2 separate regions of the Drosophila melanogaster genome follow, and region 1 is linked to region 2. The links are chromatin contacts, called in public Hi-C maps. All regions are on one chromosome and are shown on one strand. The core of a region is the stretch at or near the end of the contact, and the rest is flanking DNA. Distances in the headings are between cores, read along the strand shown.

The links. Hi-C and Micro-C count contacts between places; a contact is called where the count stands out from the background.
Region 1: a contact with region 2 is called in a Hi-C map of the Kc167 cell line, with 2.2 times the contacts expected there. The contact joins the promoter of Karl here to the promoter of Ptp10D in region 2. A contact is called at or near these places in 7 of 107 Hi-C or Micro-C datasets (the Kc167 cell line, the S2 cell line, cellular blastoderm embryo and 2 more).

Annotation. Positions count from the first base shown.
Region 1 is chrX:11,785,657-11,788,899 of dm6, reverse strand. Karl (karl,) reads right to left here and starts at 1,519. Exons shown (of 5, transcript NM_001298208.1): 1 at 564-1,519; 2 at 1-129.
Region 2 is chrX:11,620,338-11,623,586 of dm6, reverse strand. It overlaps Ptp10D (Protein tyrosine phosphatase 10D), which reads right to left and starts at 1,572. Exons shown (of 13, transcript NM_206691.3): 1 at 1,230-1,572. Met (Methoprene-tolerant) reads right to left here. Exons shown (of 2, transcript NM_001298203.1): 2 at 2,307-3,249.

The sequences.
Region 1 (3,243 bases), core at 270-2,769, 170 kb before region 2:
TGATCTTCCGGCGGGTTCAGACGCTCGATCTCCGTTGCGCTGTAGCTGGAACTGTTTTCGATGGCACTGCGCCATCTCCGCGAGCAACATGCGACATTAGCAGTCAGCAATAAGTACACTCTAAAAAATCTTGGCACACAGTGGTGCAATAACTTTAGTTTTGGAAGTCTTGGAGATCTCAGTAAGTGCCATCACACTATTTAAGTGTCTTAATCTAGGGTTCTAAAGTATTCCTTGATCTTAAAATTATTTTTACTATTAAATATTGAGAGTTGTTTCTTCGAGTGCACAACAAATCGGAACGCAACGGATTCGGATGTTTTTGCGGATAAGGCGCCTTCTTATTGCCACAGAATTCTATGGGAATAGCTGTGGCTGGGTCATTATCGGGTAGCTGGAAATAAATGACATTACTGAGCACTTGGCTCGATTTTAGCCATATATAGGAGTGGATTTGAGCGGGAAAAAGTAGCAGTTGTCGTGACATTTAATTACAATATAACCAATTAAATTATTTAAATAAAAAGTATACAATTTCAGAACCAAGATATGTTTTCCTACACCTTTCCATTACTTCCTGTAATCGCTAGCACCGAAAGATTAGCGGTTTTCCAAGGCGATGCCATCTCTTTTCAGCAGTTTAATATTGGAACTTAATCAGCCGCCGTTCCATTTCCCCTTGCTCTCAAGAGCGCGGGTGAGTTAGTCGCTCTTATCAATTATAACGTCCGTTTGCCAGTAAAGTCCAGTCAACGCCTTCCAATGCGCACATACCTATGTATGTAAGCATATACATACACATATTTGCAGGCTTGTATGGAAATATATAGAGTCTGGGGAACGGGAGTAGGTATTTTTGGCTGCATCTTGTTTTCACTTGTCGCATGGATGCAGATTTCCAGATTTCCAGGCAACTTTCTCGCCGCGGAGAGCGAAATTTTCGGGGTGGCGAAGTGGATGCGGAAAAGAGCGGGTGAGAGCGGGGAGCGTTGAGCGGTGGTGAGTGGAAACAGGAAACATTTTAATAGCCTGCAAATTTATTCTTTACGATCGCCAGAACGAACAGCGCGATCCGCTGGACACTTTCTCTTTATTGCGAAACGAGTTGCGCGGCATTTTCACGACCGGACTGGAATGAAACTGGACATCCTCGAAGGTTGCTACTTTTGCCGCCGCCGCCGCCGCTTCTTCTTCCGCCTGCGTCTGCAGTTTAGCTTCTTTTTAGCTTCGTCTTTTTTTTTTTGCTTTTTTCTCCCATTTCTTTTGGAGCCGTCTGGTTTTTTGTTGGCCAGCCCAAAAAAGCGGCGCAACTTTCGTCGCCGCATTGCGTTGCGATGCGTTAGCGGCCAGTTCCGGCTTCTACGGCAGCTCCTTCCTTGCCCCTTCCATCGCCTTTCTCCCACCATTCGCCACCCCCCTCTTCTCAGCACCACCTTCCGCCCCTTCGCAGACGCACCGAAGCGAAAAGCGGCTCTTAATGCGGCAGCGAGACGAAATGAAACGAACTAAAGCAACAAGTGCGCAATCGAAGAAATGTCGCCTGCTCCTTTCGCTCTCTAGCTCTCTCTATTTTCCACTCTCTCTGCACGCTTTTTCTCTCTCTCAAAATGGAGCTTGTGCGTGTGTGTGTGTGCCGGGATGAATGAAAACCAAGATCAAGGGCGGATGAAGGACAGGATCAGCGGGGAGGAAGATAGCGAAACCGAATAAGTAGGCCAACATTCCGAAAGTCCTTAACCCATATGTGGGCGAACATTTTGAAGCCTATTCAACTAAATAGGATATCATGAATATATTTAAATATACTTTCCAATTCGAATAATTTATTTTAAGCTATAATAAGCTACGTTAAAATAGTTAAAGGTTTATTAAAATGCTATAGAACTATTTGGGTATTCTTAAGTTCAGCTAAAGATATTTATTTTGAAATACCAAATCAGAAAGTGAGCTGGCTTAAACATTGTGAATTTAAATAAACCCTTCGTTTAATGTAATATTTTAAGCAATAGCACTTAAGTAATCGCCAGTTTCTCGCAGTGTTCTCATCCGGCTACCCATTGCGTTTTCTCAATGAACGACTCTGGCTGAGATCTTTTGGCCACGCCAGGCGATCATCCATCCATCCAAATGAAATGGCCACATAAATGGGGGTCTGTAGCCGGAATCGGAATGCCTCACTCACTGGGAGTGCCACACCCGAATCCGACTTCGAATTCGAGCTGCCATCCAAAAACTGAATGGGGCAACAGGTGGGGCAACTGAAAACTGAAATCTTTGCAGCCGGAATCGGAATCCACAGGTGAGCTTGAGCTGGAGCTTGAGCTACAGGTGACAGTCGACGGAATGTCTGGTGCGGTGCGGTGCGGTGTGGAATGTCAAACGTTTATTTGCCGGTAATTAAATTTGAAAATGATTTAAATTTCACCAGCGAATATTCCAAATTGGTCTTAACACTTTCTTTCGCAGCATCGCTGCGTTTGGTGTCTCTTTTTTTTTTTTGTTTTTTGTTGCCAATTGCCCACCCGCAACCCATCTAGCTGAGCCCCCTTCCCCCTCTTTTCGATGCTCCACCCATGGGCATATCCATGGGAGCAATCCGGCTGATTGGAGATTTGTTTTCTATTTGCAATTGATCGATGCTCGCCTGCCAAGCAATTCGCAACAACAGCCGCATAAAATGGCAAAAATAAAACGCAACAACAAATTGGTGGAATAAAAAAAAAAAAACAGAAAAGTTAGCGCAGAAATTGAGCTGGACGTTGTTGGATGGTGTCCACGTCCGGTGGGTTCGTTAATGGCATACCGAACTTGGGATCAGACCGATGGATTATGGTAGCAACTTTCAGCTGCCAAGACAATCGACCTTCTTGATTAGCGATAGGCAAATTTCTCGTTTTATTGCAAATATATATATGTACATATATATATTTTACATGGCCATTACTTTGAAGTTGAAGATTTCTACTAGTTGTGGTCACTTTACGTCTTAAAAGTAGCTTGGCAAGCTCATAAAGTTCACAAATATGGAAAACAAAAAAAAAAAAACAAAAATAAGATGGTTTAGATACACTAATTAATCTTATCTTAAACTTAAAACTTAACATTAATATATCCTACTAATTTCATTTTCATTTGTTTTGAATATGATATTTAAGCATATTTCCTCAATATTCCACTAAAATCTTGCAATTAGTTACAACTTGAACCCATTCGCGCAACTAAGCCAAGTTATTAAGATCTTGG
Region 2 (3,249 bases), core at 323-2,822:
CGACTTGTTTCTATATTTCTGCACAGTGGAACTAGGCAAATGCAAATTTGATTGAACATTTGAGATTTAAAAACCACTGTTAAGACTTTGCTTAATAAATCAATATCAATTATTTTACTTATCTAGCAGTAAAGTATAATATTGAAATACCCGTTCTACTTAAGTTTTCATTCCTGGAACTGTGTGATTAAGCAATGCATTAAATTCATTTAAATCTAATTCGCAGACAAGTGCTAATTAATTGCACTGTCTTGTGCAGTTGCAAAAAAATACTGCTGATCAATAATTTAGCCTGCGCTGACGTCATTGAAATATTTAAAATATCGCAGCCAGCAAAAAAACCAAATAAATATGAAGAACAAATAAAACTAAACGTCTGAAAACCAGTTTTGCGAAATCAAAACGATACACGGCACAAAATTCAAATTGTATTGACAAGTATCATATCTTCTGGAAAATTAAAGATGTTGTCCTTGTATCTTTTGAATAGACTTGTAATGAATTGGTAATCCTGCTGTAGGACTAATTTAATTTAGGAGTTCCCTTTTAAGCTACTCTAATTTTGTTCTGTGTATGTTTTGTTATTGTTGCACTGTCTTGTTGTTGCTTTCTGCGCTTGGCAACGTTGTCATGCAGAAAAGACCTTCAACTTTGTTGCAAAGAGAGGAAGACAGAAGAAGAGCAGAGCAGATTGATTTGATTGATCTTTTTCCTTCTGGTCGAGAGAGAAGAGCAAGAGAGAGAGAGAGGGAGAGAGGGAGAGAGAGAGCTTTATGATCTCGGCACATAAAACACAAAAACAAAACAAGTTTTTAAAAACGTATTTCTTCACCTCTTATTTATTGTTAAATGTGGGACAAGTTTTTTTAATGCGACTGGAAATTTTTCGCAACTTATTGTCAGCATTAATAGAGATTTTATGAAACAAGCCAAAATGATCCCCCAAAATTGAATGCCGTCAGAGAAACAGGAAGTGGAGAAATTTGCCGCACAACAACAAAATATTCAAATGAGGCTGCGTGTGAAAGAGAGAAAGCAGCGGCATGCCAAAAAACGAAATAATACATAAAAAAGCTGCGTAGGTGTTGCTTCTACCTCTCTCGCTCTGTGTCTGTCTGCCCCCCTCGGCCAACATTTTTTGTTATTATTATTGCACACACATACACACACACACACAAACAACTCTCAATTTCTGCTTTTACTTTAAGCTTTATTTCAGCATTTCTTACGTTTTCCACTGCGTTTTTCTCAAATTTTGCTCATTCGGCACGCCACTAAAAAAAACCAAAACATTTAAATATATACACCGTTAATTTGTGTATTTTATTTACTTCTATTCTGTTGTTGTCGTTGGTTATAAAAAAAATAACAAAAAACAAACACAGGCGCACGCACACTTACACGTACACGCAGGCACGCGACGCAAAGCACAGACACAAGAAAAAAGCGGAACGGACAATCGACAAATTTTGCGTTTTTCGAGCGTTTGCTTTGCGGCCCGCCTTAACAGATTTCGCGTCCGTACCGTCCGCACTCCGGTTCGCTCTTCACCACACTGAATTGGAATCTGATTCAAATCGGATTCGAGTCCGGAGTCGAATTTGGAATCGGAATTGGAATCGGAATCGGAATCGCCAACGCTCGTTTCACCTGTAGAGCTGGACAAATAATCGATGACCCAGCGATGGTATCGATAGGAACCTGCGCGGCTTCTATGTTTCGCTTGTAACTGTCAACTATTTAAAAGCAGAATTAACCATTACTTTGCTGCGCGGTTATAAAATAGTTAAATACAATTAAATTTGTTGCACTTGATTCTTTTTAACGTGAACCAAGCATTGCGGCAGTAGTACTTCGGCCATTACAAGTCCGAGCTCCGTAATTCTTATTATTCAATTACTCACACAAAATGTTAGTCCAAATGGACATCTGAGCCATGGGCTTAGTGAGCCAAGGCGATAGGCTGTATATGTGTACCCAGACAGCATGCACAGCGAAATGTTAACAAAGAAAACATTTAATATTTTATTATTTATCCCGCGCAAAACCGATCTGACCAAACTCAAGGTGTTTTTTGTTTCCGAATGCAATCGATTATAATCGATAGTTCAAACTCACCTCTGAGGGGAGTTAATTCGCCGTTATTCGGCTGCAATGCGTGCGCGCAAGGCAGATATAATGTGGCGCGCATTTCAAATCAGCTTATAAAAAAGTGTAACATTCCAACTCCTGAAAATAGGAAGTAACTTCATTGATTGAAAACACTTCCATCTTCTTTTATATAATTTATTATTTATTAAGGTTTCATTTGCATGAACTGTTACTGGTTATTATAATTAATTATTGTTAATTACAGGCTATGTTTTAATTGCTAGAGATTAGCAAGTTCTAAAAATTACATTACACATTATTATTCTTATACAGAGTATACCTCTTGACATTTGACATTACAGTTAAAACTAAATTACTAAAAAAAAACAATTCAAACTTTCATTTTTATTTGGACATATAACAACGCAAGGAAAACAAACAAAAATTAAATGAAAGGATAAGCCAAAAGTGTTTAAAGAGCACAACTCGTTTGAACAAACACTGAACGATTCGCTGGGGAATTAGCATTGGACTTTTAATTTAATTACACACTAGACAAACCGAGTTATAATTAAAAATACAAACAAAAAATTGAGCTAAACGAAAAGTTAATAGCATATATGTATGCATACATTTATAGCTAGAGGAATTTCGCTATAAAACAAAAAATAACGAAACGTGTTCCCCCCCGCCTCCCGCCTTCTCTGCGCCCATCACCAACCGCCGTTCCCCCAAACCCCCCGAAACCACCCACCGCCTCATATTTACCACTAGAACCACTTGGCCGAAAAAAAAATCATATATTCCCTCCGATACGCCGGTGATAAGAACGCAACGCCAAGGACAATGGCAAAGGCTTTGATAACAGGTCGGAGCGAGATGGGAATATGTCTCGCTCCCTTTCTGTGAGTATTGAACTACAGCCAAACTTCGCTAGTACGAACTTCAAAAACACTTTGAAATTTCAACTTAATCATATTTTGTCCAGTAGACATTATAGAAGTGTAACATAGATCAATTAAAATGATTATATTGTATTTAGCGGATTGGATTTTGGATGACAAACTTTTTTTTTAATTTTGAACACATTTGTAATAACTACAAAGTTTATAAGGATATGGATTTGGGGTATGCTTATATGCTTTGTAAAGTTCCCAA